3 separate regions of the Mus musculus genome follow, and regions 2 and 3 are each linked to region 1. A link is a contact called in public promoter capture Hi-C data. All regions are on one chromosome and are shown on one strand. Each heading gives the region's core, a stretch centred on a gene start, on an enhancer-like site or on the middle of the called end of the contact. The rest is flanking DNA. Distances are from core to core; before and after follow the strand shown. Region 1 holds the start of 4930403D09Rik (RIKEN cDNA 4930403D09 gene). Region 2 overlaps Dock2 (dedicator of cyto-kinesis 2). Region 3 holds the start of Kcnmb1 (potassium large conductance calcium-activated channel, subfamily M, beta member 1).

Region 1 (4,931 bases), core at 1,312-3,811:
CATCTCTCCTTCATGGCTGTAGTTTTGTGGATGCTGAACAGCATCTCCCATCTGAACCCCCCTCCCTGATCTCTCACAATTGTTATTCTACTTATTGCTTCCACAAAATTGGCTTTCAGAGATTCTACATATGAATGAACTCACAAAGTGCGTGTCTTTCTGTGTCTGGCTTATGTCCCTTAACATGATGTTCTCAGGGTCTATTTTAGCTAAGGCAAAAGATAAGCTTTTATCTTCTATGGCTGAATAGTATTCCACTGTATATAGGACATTCCCTTTACGCATTGCCATATTGCGGGACATGGAGAGTGATGCCATGTTCATCACAAAGTGCTCATGGCAGTGAACATGGGGATGCATATGTCCCCTTGGCACTAATTTCCTTTTGAGTCTATGCTCAGTAGTGGAATTGTACAAGTCTGTGAAGTGAATTAGCCTGGACTCTCACCCTGCCAAGGTGAATTCGTAGCTTCTTCTGGTCCATGTGACCTTGCAAACAGCCAAGAGCATCGAGTCCCAGCATCTAGAGAGTACCACTGATCTTAGCTTCCGGCAGAAATCACCATTTCTATAATGCCCAGGCCTTGGCTCCTCTGGAGTGGCATCCATAGAGCTGCTGCCTTTTTGCCCTTTGAATCACAAAGCCATCATTCAGAGGAGAGGTTAGGGCTAATCTCCTTTCCCCTGCTCTTGCTCTGGATAGAGGGAGCCAGGATAGAGGCTGCTCCTGCTGCTATCACATGCATAATACATGAGCCCACAAGAAGGAGAGGAGGGTGTTCCAGGCAGGGTACAAAGAACAAATCCATTCTCAAAGGGGGGGAGGAAAAGATGAGGGAACAAAGAGAAGATTGAAAAATGACCCAGTTTTGGGGTACTTTTCACTAAATATCTGTGGAAGCCTCATTAGAAAAGAATTATTTGATTCTGTGTTCCTAGCTCTTCTCCATAGTTTACAGAATCCTGTGGGCGTGACAGCCTCCGGCTATGTTGTGAGGATCAAAAAGCTGCTTCTCTGCTGGCTTGCCTGTCAAGAACTGACCTGAGTTCCTGGCCCTGGTGCTTATAATATCACTATGATCATTAGCATGATTACCACCACTACCACTACCATCATCACCACCAACAGCAGCAGCCTCACCGTTACTACCACCGCCACCATCATTATCATCATCACCATCATCAAACTGATGCTAACAAGGTAACATTTATTAAGTGGCGCTTTTGTTGCCAGGACCATTCTAAGTGAGCTACATGAATCAATTCACCCAACCCTTATGGCTGCTTAAAGAAACAGCCACTAACAGCATATTCATACAACGTTGAAGAAACCGAGCACAGAACAATGAAGTACTTTACCAAAAACCACACAATTCATAAATTTAACCTTTGCATGTATGTCACATTCCTTTCTTAGGTACGTTGCATATATAATTTTTCTTTCAGAAAAGTTTTATGAAACCGAAAAGAATGGCCCAGAGGACTGGAGCTGACCCTGTCTTGGGAAAGAGCCTCCCTAAGACCATGGAGGAGAGTGACAGTCAGAACAGCAGGTCCTAAGGCTAGAACTGCTGACATCAGGGAAAATGACAAACCAGCTGGCCTTTGATGGCCACACACTGCCCCTCTGGCCCCAGGTATGTTGTTCCAAGCTGTCCCTTCAAACACCATGGACATATCCATTTCTTTGAACAGGCTCGTAACAAATGGAAACAGCAACTATCTGCATGGGAAATGAAACCTTTCTCTTGGTTTTAAACGGCCAGCATGACACGTTTCGTTGCTCTGGGAAAGATATGTCATCTGGAGAGAAAGCCTTACCCAAGGCCATCGCGATACTCTGAACCTGGGGTGTGGCCATGGCCCAATGTGGAGGCCTGTATCAGCCAGCGCAGTTTCTAGCCCCAAAGGCATTAAGGTGTTGATGTCAGGCTTTCTGTACATGGATTCCAGGTCTTACTCACTCCTGCATCTTCAGAAAAGAAGCTGGCTAGCAGTGGCATCCAACTTGCAGGGTGGCTGAATGTCTGTGACAGTGACTTCGTATGAGCTGGTATATAAACTATGGCAGTTACTCTGGTCATCATGAACATTGGTCACTTCCGTCCCCAGAGCTGAATGCAAGGTCATAGGCAAGACCAAGAACCTCATTCAGAGAAGAGGGTCATCCTTGAAAGCCAACAAAGGGAGCTCAACCCATCTTCCCAGGAAGGTGCCTGGCACGGGTCTCAGCCCAGGTGTCACCTCCCCCACCGGGCACAGAGTGGCTATGAGCACAAGGCTTTTTACTCTTGTGTAACTGTATTTTACCAGAAGGAAAGAAAACATGGACAGGATTGGAGGAATAATAAGCGATGATTTCAAAGGACAGATAGTGCCTAAAGAAACATCAAGAGACCTAGATGTGACCAGTGACCACAGACAGAGTCACTAAACAAATTCCAAAGAGGAGTCAGGCAGGGCAGGCTCTGTAAAGAGGAACTATTCCAACAGCAACTGACTGATAAGATTTCCCAGCATGCTCCTGGGCTGGCAAAGTCTCCTGAGGTGGGAGGGCAGTTAGCATTTTACAGTTGTTATCACTCTGGTGCAATGACATCCTTGCCCACCTAAGCTGCTGAGCTGAAGAGGCCAGGCTGATGGAAACACAGCGTCTCAGATGGGCAGGCAGGAATGGCATGACCCTGGGGTACTGTACTTGGTGAGTATTCCCTTACTCTCAGTTACCAGAAGCTCTAAGGGTTGAGGACTTTGCTGAAGCAGGCATCAAAGACTTGGGGGTAGGGTTTCTTCTCTCTCACTCCTGCAGCCATGGGCAGTAACATGGACTTTCACGTCTGGCTTTGAAGAACATGTTCTTTGTGGGCCGGGCCAGGGACTTCACTCTCCTTACCTCAGGGACATTCTTATCACACAGCCCAATCCCTGCTCTAATGTCTCAGAGGCCCTAAAATGTGGCTAAGCACACACGCCAAAATGACTTTTGGAGAAATTGGGAAGTCACAGAGATAAACTTGAAAGCTTTATACTTTCGGGTCTGTGACTGGCTGCTCCTAGGAACCCGTGAACAAAGTACTAAAAAAAAAAAGTTGAAAGGCAACGGCAGCAGCACCCATTCTACAGTTAAGAAGTGGTGTGCATCCCAGTCAGAAGGGACATCGTCTTCTTTCCTTTCCACACTTCCCTTCTGCATGTATTCAGAGACACCTACGGCCTCTGTGTGCTTGCCGGTGGTGATGGTGGAGGATGAAGAACCAGCCCAATGTGCCAGGGTAGCCCTGAGCAACTCCAATGCTTCACACTCACCTGGAACTCAAAGCTTGTGTGTTCCAGAAACTTCTGGTTCATGGTTTCTGCAAACTTGTTGATGGCTCTCAGGAAGACCCTAGAAGAGGAAACAAGGTCACTGAACTATCTGAGCATCCTCTCTCTTTTCTCTTCCTGATGGACTAAAATCTCCTCACATTCTCCCAGAGTGGGCTGATTTTCAGGTGAAGACTAATGCAGGTCAACGTAGGGACTGAGGTTGCCTTGCTAGAATTCAGGAACCATGTATTTGACGTTTTAGGAATTTGTATTGTCTTACATTCAAATGATTAGACGCTTAGTGATTAGTGGCTGAACAATGCATGCTGTCCAGAAATGATATAAAGAAAGAGCATCCCGTCCCCCAAACAACAGCTAGTATTCTCTGGGATCCTCTCTCCTGGAGAAGGCTCCCGTCAACATGTGGGTGAGCATCACTTCAAAGGTCTCCTTAGAAGTATCTATACGAGTGACATTTTTAGGGTGTCGTTTTGATAAATGGTATTACACGACGAATGTGGTTTCATAGCTTGCCAATTTTACTCAATAATAAATCGTAGACTCCTTTCACACCAATGAGTGCAGCTACACGTCATCTTTTTTAATCACCAAAGAGCATTCCACTCTATGACCGTATCACGGTTTATTTAATCAGTTTCTTATTGATGGGCCATTTTGTGGTTTCTCGGCTTTTTTCTCCATAATAGACAATGTTCCTGTGATCGTTCTTCCATACCCCATGCACTTCCTCTGAGCACCTCCTTGCCAGTCCTTTATCCGAGACGCAGTGCTAGCCAAATATCACCCACATTTCATGTTTTGGAACCGGGCTGCCGAGGTGCAACCTCCATGTCTCTCTGACCACCTTGTTCTTTTTGTCTTTGTCCGTGAGCCCCCACTGACTGTTCCCACAGCTTTCTTCTCCTGTCCTGCCATTCTCAGGGACAGCCTGAATCATAGCCATTCCTGACCTCCATGGCTCTCCACTGCCATGGGCAAGTGCAGTTCTCTCTTCACATGCAATACCCTGCTTGCTTTGGCCTGATCTTTTCTATGCCAGGCTTTCATTCTTACCCCCCAATTCAGGTTACTTCCTTTGCACTTAGTGGCATGTTTTCATTTTAAAGTCTGTCCCCAGCTCTTCTAAGTCAAAATTATGCTTTCCTGGTGCAGACTTGAGCATGTCCTGTCCAACCTCTGGACATTGTCACGTGATTTCTGTCCCCTATAGGTGTGCAAGGCCACATTCAGAGTGGTCCTGGGATACATGAGACCCAGGGATGCAGGTTGAAAAAACCCAGAACTTTCTACTTCTTAGAACTTTGGACCATTCTCCTATGTAACAGACCACTGCCCACTTTCTCACTCTCGTGGGGGGGGGGGGCACCTTCTCTACTCTTAGCACATTTGACATTGTAGCTGTCTCCACGTACTCAAACTTCTGAATGGCAGGCTGTTTTCTCCATCAGAGCGCACTTCCCTAGAGATTAGGAATATTGTGTAATCACATGCTGGCTTTTCCATTTGTATCTTCATCCTAGGCCTCTCAAGAGCTCTAGCTTTGATCCAAGCTCTCCACTCTTCACACCATAGCTAACTCTCAAACGTCCGCACTCCCGCTTCTC
Region 2 (4,931 bases), core at 919-3,418, 440 kb after region 1:
ATCAAGATCAAATAGGAATTATTTGATCAGAGGTTAAGAGTATGGGCTCTGATTAAAAGCCTCCTATGAAGTAAAGGAAGTAATGAACGAAATCAGATGGCAACTTGGAGACTGAAAAAAAATTGCAAACTATTTGTCTAATAAGGGGAAAATACTAAAAATAATGAAGGAATCATCTGACCCAGTAGTACAAAAGCAAGCAATCCATTTAAAACATGGACCATTTTTACAGAAAATATAGAAAACTGCTAACGAGAATATGAGAAGTCCCTGGGCATTATTAGTCATCAGGGTACTGCAAATCCAAACCACAAGACACTGCCCGTGTTTACTGATAAGGATACGTTCAAAAAGTCAAGAGGTAATAAATGAGTGTTAACAAGGAAACAAACTAAGTATACTGTTGGTAGGAAGTATACCGTTGTTACTCATCTCTATGAGTACAACTGCTATGGAAAAAAAAAAAGGCTAATGGTTACTAAAATCTTTAAAAATAGAACTTCCACATGGCCAACAAGCTCCCTCCTAGACATCTACCCAAAGGAAATGACATCACCAGTTCTTTAAGATGTCTGTGCTCCCATGTTCATAATAGTCTGCAGCTCTGTTCATAAAAGTTAAGGTTTGTTTGTTTGGTTGGTTGGTTGGGTTTTTGTTGTTGTTGTTTGTTTTTTCGAGACAGGGTTTCTCTGTGTAGCCCTGGCTGTCCTAGAACTCACTCTGTAGACCAGGCTGGCCTCGAACTCAGAAATCTGCCTGTCTCTGCTTCCCGAGTGCTGGGATTAAAGTCGTGCACCAGGAAGCACCCATCAGTGAGTGAACAAAGAAGCAGAGGTGTATCAAGTGCACTATACAAGCAGAACACTACTCAGCTGAGCGTGGTGGTGCATGCCTTTAATAAGCACATAGCAGAAAAAAAATACTCTATGATCTCATCTGCGTGTGACATCTAATAACAATAAAGAACCAGAGGGTCAGGGAGTTTGCTCTGAGATGGTGTCTCCTAGTAACATCAGAAGTTAACTCCATAACACCATCATGACAGCCCGAATGTGAGCCGAACAAGGATGAAACCAATGGACACACCTAAGTAGACAAGAACAAGCCACAGAGGCCACCATCTAACACAAAGACATGCAGGCAACTGAGGAATGCTGGGAGTAGGAGGGCTGGTCTTCCCAGAGAAGAGCACACCAACTGGGCAGTGCCAAAGGACCGGTCCAGGAAACATACACACAAAAAATACAATATGAACAGGTTATATTCAGGAATATATTCAGGAAATTCGAGACATAGGTCAGAAGATACAAAGCAGTAGATATGCAAACTGAAGAAGTCAAGAAGGACACGCGCAGCAGACAGACTCCAGTTAAGAAAACAATAACAAGGGGCTGGAGAGGTGGCTCAGTGGTTAAGAACACTGACTGCTCTTCCAGAAGTCCTGAGTTCAATTCCCAGCAACCACATGGTACCTCACAACCATCTGCAATGGTATTGATGCCCTCTTCTGGTGTGTCTGAAGAGAGAGATGTTTTACCCACATATATAAAAGAAATAAAATCTAAAAGGAGCAGGAGAAGGAAGAAAAAAGGAAGGGAGGGAGGGAGGGAGGGACGAAGGATACCATTATGTTGTATACCTCCACTATAGATAATAAAATGTATGTATTTAAAAATGAGTGTGTAGTCAAAACTTGGCTTAGAATGAAGATCTGAGTCCTCCTATCTGAGTGATCGTTGACAAGTGACATGTTGAATAGGAATAATCACAGCTGCCTTGTCAAATTTAAATTGTGTGAAGTGTTCAGAGGGATCTATTTCCCTGTGCCTGCCATACGGAAAATATTCAAAAGGTTAGTGGGTACCATGTCCTTTTTTGGACAATAGTTAAATTAATATCATAATCCAACAAGTTAGAAATGTTTTCTATTTTGTTTCCAGAACCTACAGACTTAGAATCTCATTCTTTTTATTGATGTCCTTTCAACATATTTCCATAACAACAGAATAAATGAGACAGAACTCAAGCTCACTGACATCTCAGCCCCACCCTCATTCAAAAAAACAGGAAAAGTGGGTTTCAACTTTCAGAGAGTGGAGCAGCATCCTCCAAACAATAGAATCCCTTTCACACCCAGCAGCTTCTCGCACACAGCTGAACAAAGGAGGCCTCCTGGCAGAGTGGTTCTTCAAATGATCCCCTGTGAAGAGCTCACAATGTCCCCATTGTTTGGGTCACAATCACCCTTGACAGGGTTGCTAGTACAGAAGGTGCTGTAGATTCTGGTGTGCCCCACTCTACCCATGGTAGATTCAATCCTTCACCACCTACCCAGAGCTCTTTGTGGCCCACACAGTCCTGCAGGCAAGGGCATCTGACAGCTCTGAAGAGCTGCAGATGTTGGCGGGCAAGAAGGCTGGCTCTCAGAACCCTGTCATGAGATACTCTCTGTAGAAAACAGTGAAGTATTACATTGCTTTATAACAACTCAAATCTCCCAGTAGCCTCTTTCCTTGCCCCTCCCCACGGTCATATTTTACTGGAAACAAGTCCAAAAATTTTCTGGAGTCTCTGTCTAGAGCCCCCCCCCCCCTTACTACTATAATAGACCCCACAGCCCTGACATACACAAGTATCCGTAAACAGACTTTTTTGTCATTCCAAGCCGGGCAGGGAATGAGTAAGTATAGTGTCCACATACAACTCCGAGAACACCTTACGAAGAAGATTCTAAAGACCAGCTACCTCAGAAGAACACCCTCCACTGTGGTCTAGGGGACAGCAAGGCATTGTGGTGAAGAACCAACCTGCCTCCTCCTTAAGCAAAAAAACCATTTTATAATATAGACAGACCAGGTTCATTCCTGTTTATGGTTAAACTTCTGCTTCTCAAAGATTGGGCTATACCCCACAGGTAACTATAAATGATTCTATACTGCCTGTTCCAAGAAACAACAACCATGTCTGTTGCTTATAACCATCTTACAACCCTATCTTTGTTTCAAAAGGTTATATGATTGCTTGTTGCTATGACTACCTTGTTTTGCCCATCTTGCAACTACCTCTTTGTGTCATAACTAACTTGTTATGCTTATGTTCTGCTTCTGCAACCCTGCCTATTTTGCCCACCAAATGCCCATTACATACTCCTGAACTATAAAACCCTTGTCTTCCTCACATCCAACGCTGACCTCTCGAGCCTCACCATTGCGGGAGGCAGCCCATGTACATGAATTTTAAAAGGCTTGCTTTAATTAATTTGACCATGATGATTTGGGTCAGTGTCTTTTTTCCTCACATTTTTGGAATTAACAGTGGCCCAGGTCTTCAATCCCAGTACTTAGAAGGGGCAGGCAGATCTCTGTGATCTATGAGTTCAGGGCCACCTTGGTCTATAAAACCAGTTCCAAGCCAGCTAGAAGTATATAGTGAGACTGCCTCAAAAAAAAAAAAAAAAAAGACAGTAGAGACAGAGGCATCTTGATATTTTTGAAGGTGGGTAATTGCTGTCCTAGTATACTTAAGCACAGTGGGGTGCCTGTCAGAAGCATCGTTATATGGGTATGTCACAGACATCTGGTACCTTAGTCTCCAGCTACATAGCTACCGGGCCATGAGTTCATTCATCTTAGTGCTCAACTGAGTAAGGAAGACAGATAATAGAGAATACTCTAAACTACCGATATTTAAGGGGGAAAGGGGGGGGGGAGGTGCAAAGCATGCTGGTCATGAGCCTGGAATCTTTGGATGTCACTAAATAGTCAGAGAGATGTCAACCCTTCTGAACTATATGAGTTTGTATTATAACATGTTATCTTCATACTAAAACCCACTCATATTTAAATCCCCCAGTTAGAATTGTGTTTGTACCATTCATACTTAGAGTACTTAGACACAGCTATTTATGGCTCATGATTCTAGAGATTCAAGGTCCCAGAGCACATTGCAGCCTCTGGTGAGTGTCCCCTTGGAACATTACATCAGCCTCTACATCCCGCTATATCTGTGTGGTCTTTCTCCCTCTCCATAAAGCTTCCAGAATTCACTCATAGAGCTTCCACCCTAATGACTTTACTTGCCAAAGGCCGTACCTGTATACATCATGTTTCCTCCCTCAAAATACCATCAGCATAATACTTCAGAGAGTGGACCCTCATGTGAATTCAAAGCAGACAAATCCTATTTAAAACATCATGTGGAACAAAGAAGGGCTAATCTCATCCGTTCTAGACACTAAAAATTCAGTTTCCACATGACCAGGAACCATAGTCCATAGATATGTACACATACTGGTCTTCTCCAAGCTCTATTGGCTGAGGGGAAAGAACACAAAAGGTTGCTCTTGAGTCAAGCATGATGCAACACTACTTCTCTCTTCTCCCCTTTCTATCAGATAACAGGTCCAGGAGCTGTGTGATCCTAACTCTTCAGGTGAGGAACCAATAGAACAATAGGACAAAAACAATAGAACACACAAAATTCAAAGTTATCATCACTCAAGTTCCAACCACCCAAAGTTAAGCATTGTTAACCTCTTAGGATGATTTAAAAACATTTATTCCTGTTGTAAATAGATATGTTGTAATAAATAACTAAAACTGATGAGAAGATTACAAATCAAAAAGGGCTAGAATTAGACGTGTAAAACACAGGGCTGTACTGTGGGGAGGGGTGGTAAACTTAGAATAACAGGCCAGACACTATAGGAAGGCATTCCCTCACCCACCCACTCCCTGAATCAAGCCCATCCTCTCTGTCTTCAAAAAGCTTCAAAGGCCAAGGATGGACCTTGGCACCCTGGGCACTGAACAGTGCATGATGAGATGCAACCCAGAAAAGAATCCTGCCAAAGCACACAACACATTCCAGCAGGTCTTGCTCCTCTTTAGGGACTCCTTTAAACGTTGCTTTGAAATACTAAATTTCCTTCC
Region 3 (4,931 bases), core at 1,157-3,656, 340 kb before region 1:
GAACTTAGCTGTGGCAAGCAGTGTCCTGCCCACCAGGAAATTCTGTTTTCTGGGTGGGCAGTGACAGTTCCACCCAGGCTAAAAGAGAGTATCGTTCTGTAGGATGGTATGAGGGATTGCTGTCTCCGTCCAAAAAGTACAGTTTTAACATTATGTGCCAGTTTCTCAGATGAGCTCCCATTCCTTAAAAGTTACAGGGGGCAGTTGGTGTGGTTATCTCTCTCCTGGGTGCTCAGAGCACCACTGTACTGCTACAGAGGTGGTCAGAAGGCTGAAGTTGGAGATGTTTCCTGATTTCTCACATCCCAAGATCCATCAGCATTTCCAGGCATGGCACCATTGTCTCCTTCCCCTGTGGCCATCATTACTCATACTAACCCCAACCCTCCCGTACTCAGCCATGATCCAAGATTTTCACTAGCTTACCCTAGAGGCAGAGCGAAGCTTGCCCTTGTTGTTTGGTTGTGGCTCAGTAGGGTGCACCAGGTGCCTTCCCTGCTTCATCCCCATCTTCCAAAGGAAAGAATCATTGGGAACCTCACTGGTGTTTATAAAATCTGATTGTGTAACCTTCCCAGCCCGTCGAGAGGATTATGAATGGCCCTCTGCTCACACTTGTGAGGAACCATCTAGTGCCCATGTCTCTCCCAAGGCAGGAGTTTCTAAGTAATTTTGTAGGTGCCACGAGAAAGCTGCTGGTCCTTGAAGGAACCATGGTCCATCACTGGAAAATCCTTCTCCTGAAGAACTGGTCTCAGATCCATATTCCCCCTTCCTTGTCAGTGGTCCTGACCCCTATGCTTTAAGACGTCCTTGTCTGTGGGGCTGGTGGGCAAGAATCAGTGTTGCACCTACAGAGGACTAAGTTCAAATCTCCAGTACCTGTGTAATAAACTGTTCATAGTTAGGTGCCCCAGCACTCAGCTCCAGGCTCAGTGAAAGAACCCTTCCCCCGTTTTTTTCATGACAAGGTTCCTCTGTAGCCCTGGCTGTTCTGGAACTCTCTATAAGGGGCAGCCTCGATCTCACTGAGATCCACCTGCCTCTGCTTCCTGAGTGCTGGGATTAAAGGCGGGTCCCACTGCTGCTCAGCCGAAAGGTCCTTCCTGAGGTGGGCCAGATGGAGAAAAACACCCAATGTCTCCCTTTGGTTTCCATGAATGCATGCATGTGTGAAAATATCAAGTACACACACATATACACAATATCATACACACATAATACACACACCATACCTATCCAAACACACACATATCACACACACATGCACAAATCATTTAAGCACCACACACACATGCAGGCACATGCACACTAATAAATCTCCAGTTGCTATGAGGCAACTAAACAGGTAGTTGTCTCTCTAGTTAGAGTCAGTGACTAAAGGGGGATGGGGTGCTGTTCACCCCCCAGAGTGTCAAGGAGCCTTGAGTGACAACTTTCTTTCTGGGCCTTAGAGGGCCCTGATTATCAGGTGTTAGGCTTAGGTGAGAGGTGCTAACACCTAGTGATCAGGAATATCTAAGATGCACCCACTGCCCTGGGCCTGGGGACACCAGAGGCTACTTCTAGAACTTTAGGTGGCTGGAGACATAACAGAGGTATGGTTTGAGGTGTTAGAACAGTCCCTTGGTGGCAGAGATGGCTGGGATTTGACACTGGGAGGGGCCAACTTCCAATCTGTCTCTGTTCATCAAGTAGAGAAACTCTGGACCAGGCATCAAGTTCTGTGCAGATGACTAGCAGGGCACCAAGGTGTAAGGAGGGCGGGGCGGGGGCGGGGCCGGGGTTGGGGCAGGGGTGGGGCGGGGCTTGTTCTTGCTTTCCCAACTCTTACAGTGCTCTCTTTATCCACAAGGACCCGGAGTGCAAAAGCAGGTTTGCCCCCCACCCCTACCTCCAGTACCAATGTTCAGTTGTCGTATTGGCTGCAATAACTTTCTGCCTATGAAGCAGAGTCAGTCTGTGGGAGGTCCCCAGCATGGCACTGTCCCTGGACCTGGACGGCTGGCCGGAAGCAGCTGTGGGACCCACCGCTACCAGCCTCAGCCCCAGTGGTCTTTAAAAGGCGGAATTTCCTCCTTTCTCTGAACTCCATCTCTAACTTAACAATCCAGAATAAAGTTAAGTTTTCAAAATGCTATTAATTATAGAAGGGAGAAGACAGAGGTCCAGAGAGGTTCAGTGACTTGTTCAGAGTCACACAGGAAGTCAGGGACAAAGGTGGGAGGCTTTGGCTGCACTGGTGTGGATATAACATGGGCTAGTGACAAGCCCAACCCCTCTACCTCCCTCCCCTGCACTACACAAGGAAGATCATTTCCTATTCCTGGCTTCTCTGCCAGCCTGAAAGACGGAGTGTAGAAGAAACATTTTTGTACATATATCAGGATGGCCTTGTGGGGTGGGTAATGGCTTTTGCTGTTTGACATCTGTTTCCCAGGAGACTCTGGGAAATGCAGGGGCAGAGTCCCCAACAGCAGCTGAGGGCTGTGAGGCTAGGTACCTGCTTGTGGAGTTTTTATCCCGGGGCAAGCTGTGTGCTCAGACTTGACCATGTTTGGGCATGGAGGCTCGACCCAGATGGGACTGAGACTGCTTCCCTGGAGACCAGCTGGGAGACCAAACTTCCTGCTAGAGCTCCCAGGCCTGACTTGGGGTGGGGGTGGGGGTGGGGCGAGTGGAGAGAAACCATCTGCCAGCCAGCGGAGACCCAGAGAACTGTGAGTGCTACATCCCAGAGAGCTTGGGAAGGGCTTCTAGGAAGCCGGGGCTGAGGGGAGATGGTGGGAGACAGCAGCCTGTGATGGCATGGATAGGGTGGTGAAAATCCCTACCTCTCCTGATGCCCATCAGAGTTCTGGCACCGGAGGGCCTGCCTGGCCTGTTGACCCTGGTCTGGGCGTCTCTTTTGTGGCCAGCCAGTCAGGACCAGTGTTGTCACTTGTCATCAGGATAGGGATCGACAAACAGGCCTGGCAGAGTGCACCAAGCTCCTTCAATTCCTCAGTTAATGATGGCGCCTGTTTATGGAGGGCATCACTTATTTATGAGGTGACGCTCAGCAGTGTTGGTGGGTCTACATCAGGACCCTGAGGAGGGCACTATTGTTCTTGTTTTAACAGTCATATGGTTGCTAAGTAGAAAAGCCAGGACTCGGTCTTATATCTGATGGCCTCTCTTCTCTAAACTCCCCCAAAACCCTTACATACTCTATCCCCAGTCCTTCTAAGGAAGAGATCAACAACCCAACAGTTATGCCACATAGGACTCTTCTTTAACCCTTTCCAACTTTCCTAGATCAAGCCCAGACCTCAGGTGACTTTTCTACAGAATTCCATCCAAGGAGTCCTGAGATACTTAATGTTTCACATCCGGCATAGTCTCCCTGAAATCTCTTCTGTTATCATGGAAACCCATTTCTTCCTGTCTCAGGCCACAGTGCATATCAGAGCTTCATATCCTTCTTGCTGGAGGTTCTCATTAGGCCCATCCCAGATTCCCACCTAAGCTTTACATTTAAACTGAACTCACTTCATGTAGCTGGTGAGCCATCGGGACATTACAGGCACAACCAGTCACAGGAGCGAGACCTCTCAGGAACAGGTGACATCCTTCCTTCCTTTCCCTTCTGAGCTTCCATGCTGTAGCCTTGAGCAGACTCCTGCTGTCATTTATCTTGGGAATGCTCAGGAGTCTAGGAGGGCTCACTGGAAAAAGCCAGCACCACAAGGAAATCCCCTCAAGTGTACTGGGCTTCTCCTGGAGATAATTGGTGATAATGGATCCTGAGTATTTAAAAGCTAACTGTAGGCTGTTACCAGAGGCCAGAGCAGACCTCTGTAAGAAAGCTCCATGTAAGTTGCAAAGCTCCACGTATTATCATACTTAAATAAGAGCAATGTTGTTATTTGGTTGCATCCCCTCATGCCTGCCTGCCTTCCTTCCTTCCTTCCTTCCTTCCTTCCTTCCTTCCTTCCTTCCTTCCTTCCTTCCTTCCTTCCTTCCTTCCTTCCTTCTTATGAACCTATCACTTGGGCTAATCTCACTTCTCTTTGCCTTCTTGGTGCTAGAAATGACTGTTGCCTCCAGTGGCCATGGGGAAGAAGCTGGTGATGGCCCAGAAGCGCGGAGAGACACGAGCCCTCTGCCTGGGAGTGGCAATGGTAGTGTGTGCTGCCATCACCTACTACGTCCTGGGTACAACTGTGCTGCCCCTCTACCAGAAAAGGTATGGATGTCTCCACTTCCTGGATTGACCTACCCTACCCTTGACCCGTCACGGTAGTCAGGACAGACGAGGCATTCGTCATCTTCAGGCTCAGGGGTTCCAGTTCTGGGGGAGCAGAGGAGTGAGAGACTCCCCAGTTGGGACTGGTGATGACAGGTGCAGGATTCCTTGGGGGTGGGGGTGGAGCTCACAATGGCAGACTCTGGCTGCAGTCTGCACAAATGCCTCTGAGATGGGAGATTCCTCTTTGATGAGCATGCCTTTCCTTACCTGGGTTTTCCCAATAAGCAGAGAGTCTTTGCACTGTGACATCTGTTCCCACGAAGTTTATGGAGGAATCTCAGAGAGTGCAGTGTACCCTCGTGCCTCACACTCTGTGACATGTCATCCCTCCAGCCTTTAAAGAAGAGCTGTGGAATTCCTGATGGCTCTTGTCTTTGGAACAGGCACACAGTGCTCTCTCAGCTCACCCTTAGCTGAGTCTCACGCCCTCCCTCTGTGCATAGTCTGGCTCCTGACCATCCTCTCTTGTCTGACAGTGGGTCTCCCACAGGATACAGGGAGCTGAGTCACGATCCATTTGCTTAAGAGTTGATGAGCCTCTTGGGCTCTCCTGGGCCTGGTCTGCATCCTTGCTTTATAATGCTGCAGTTGTGCCAGGCCAGAGTCTCACCCACGTGGGGCACTGCTGAGCAACTGTGTG

Evidence for each region. Promoter capture Hi-C pulls out the DNA fragments that hold promoters and counts their contacts. Capture Hi-C pulls out chosen DNA fragments and counts their contacts.
Region 2: a contact with region 1 is called in a promoter capture Hi-C map of stem cell-derived epiblast-like cells, with 3 times the contacts expected there. The contact joins the enhancer-like site here to the promoter of 4930403D09Rik in region 1. A contact is called at or near these places in 6 of 39 promoter capture datasets (cranial neural crest, embryonic stem cells, liver and 3 more) and 1 of 115 datasets of contacts at active chromatin or transcription factors (embryonic stem cells).
Region 3: a promoter capture Hi-C map of liver shows a contact between it and region 1, with 2.1 times the contacts expected there. The contact joins the promoter of Kcnmb1 here to the promoter of 4930403D09Rik in region 1. A contact is called at or near these places in 4 of 39 promoter capture datasets (embryonic stem cells, liver, pre-B cells and 1 more) and 1 of 9 other capture datasets (liver).

The regions. Positions count from the first base shown.
Region 1 is chr11:34,297,181-34,302,111 of GRCm38.p6, forward strand. 4930403D09Rik (RIKEN cDNA 4930403D09 gene) reads left to right here and starts at 2,562. Exons shown (of 2, transcript NR_167728.1): 1 at 2,562-2,701. Dock2 (dedicator of cyto-kinesis 2) reads right to left here. Exons shown (of 52, transcript NM_033374.3): 30 at 3,307-3,385.
Region 2 is chr11:34,736,958-34,741,888 of GRCm38.p6, forward strand. The region is part of intron 2 of Dock2 (dedicator of cyto-kinesis 2); the gene reads right to left. Among named protein-coding and RNA genes, the nearest start is that of Gm51858, 44 kb to the left of the region's middle. Within about 2 kb of position 2,169, at least 48 of the 459 cell types and tissues checked have an H3K27ac peak or open chromatin away from gene starts, as enhancers often do. A contact at or near this core is called in embryonic stem cells and stem cell-derived epiblast-like cells, where this site is marked.
Region 3 is chr11:33,960,607-33,965,537 of GRCm38.p6, forward strand. Kcnmb1 (potassium large conductance calcium-activated channel, subfamily M, beta member 1) reads left to right here and starts at 2,407. Exons shown (of 4, transcript NM_031169.4): 1 at 2,407-2,720; 2 at 4,071-4,228. The coding sequence starts at 4,095. It also overlaps a transcript of Kcnip1 not described here.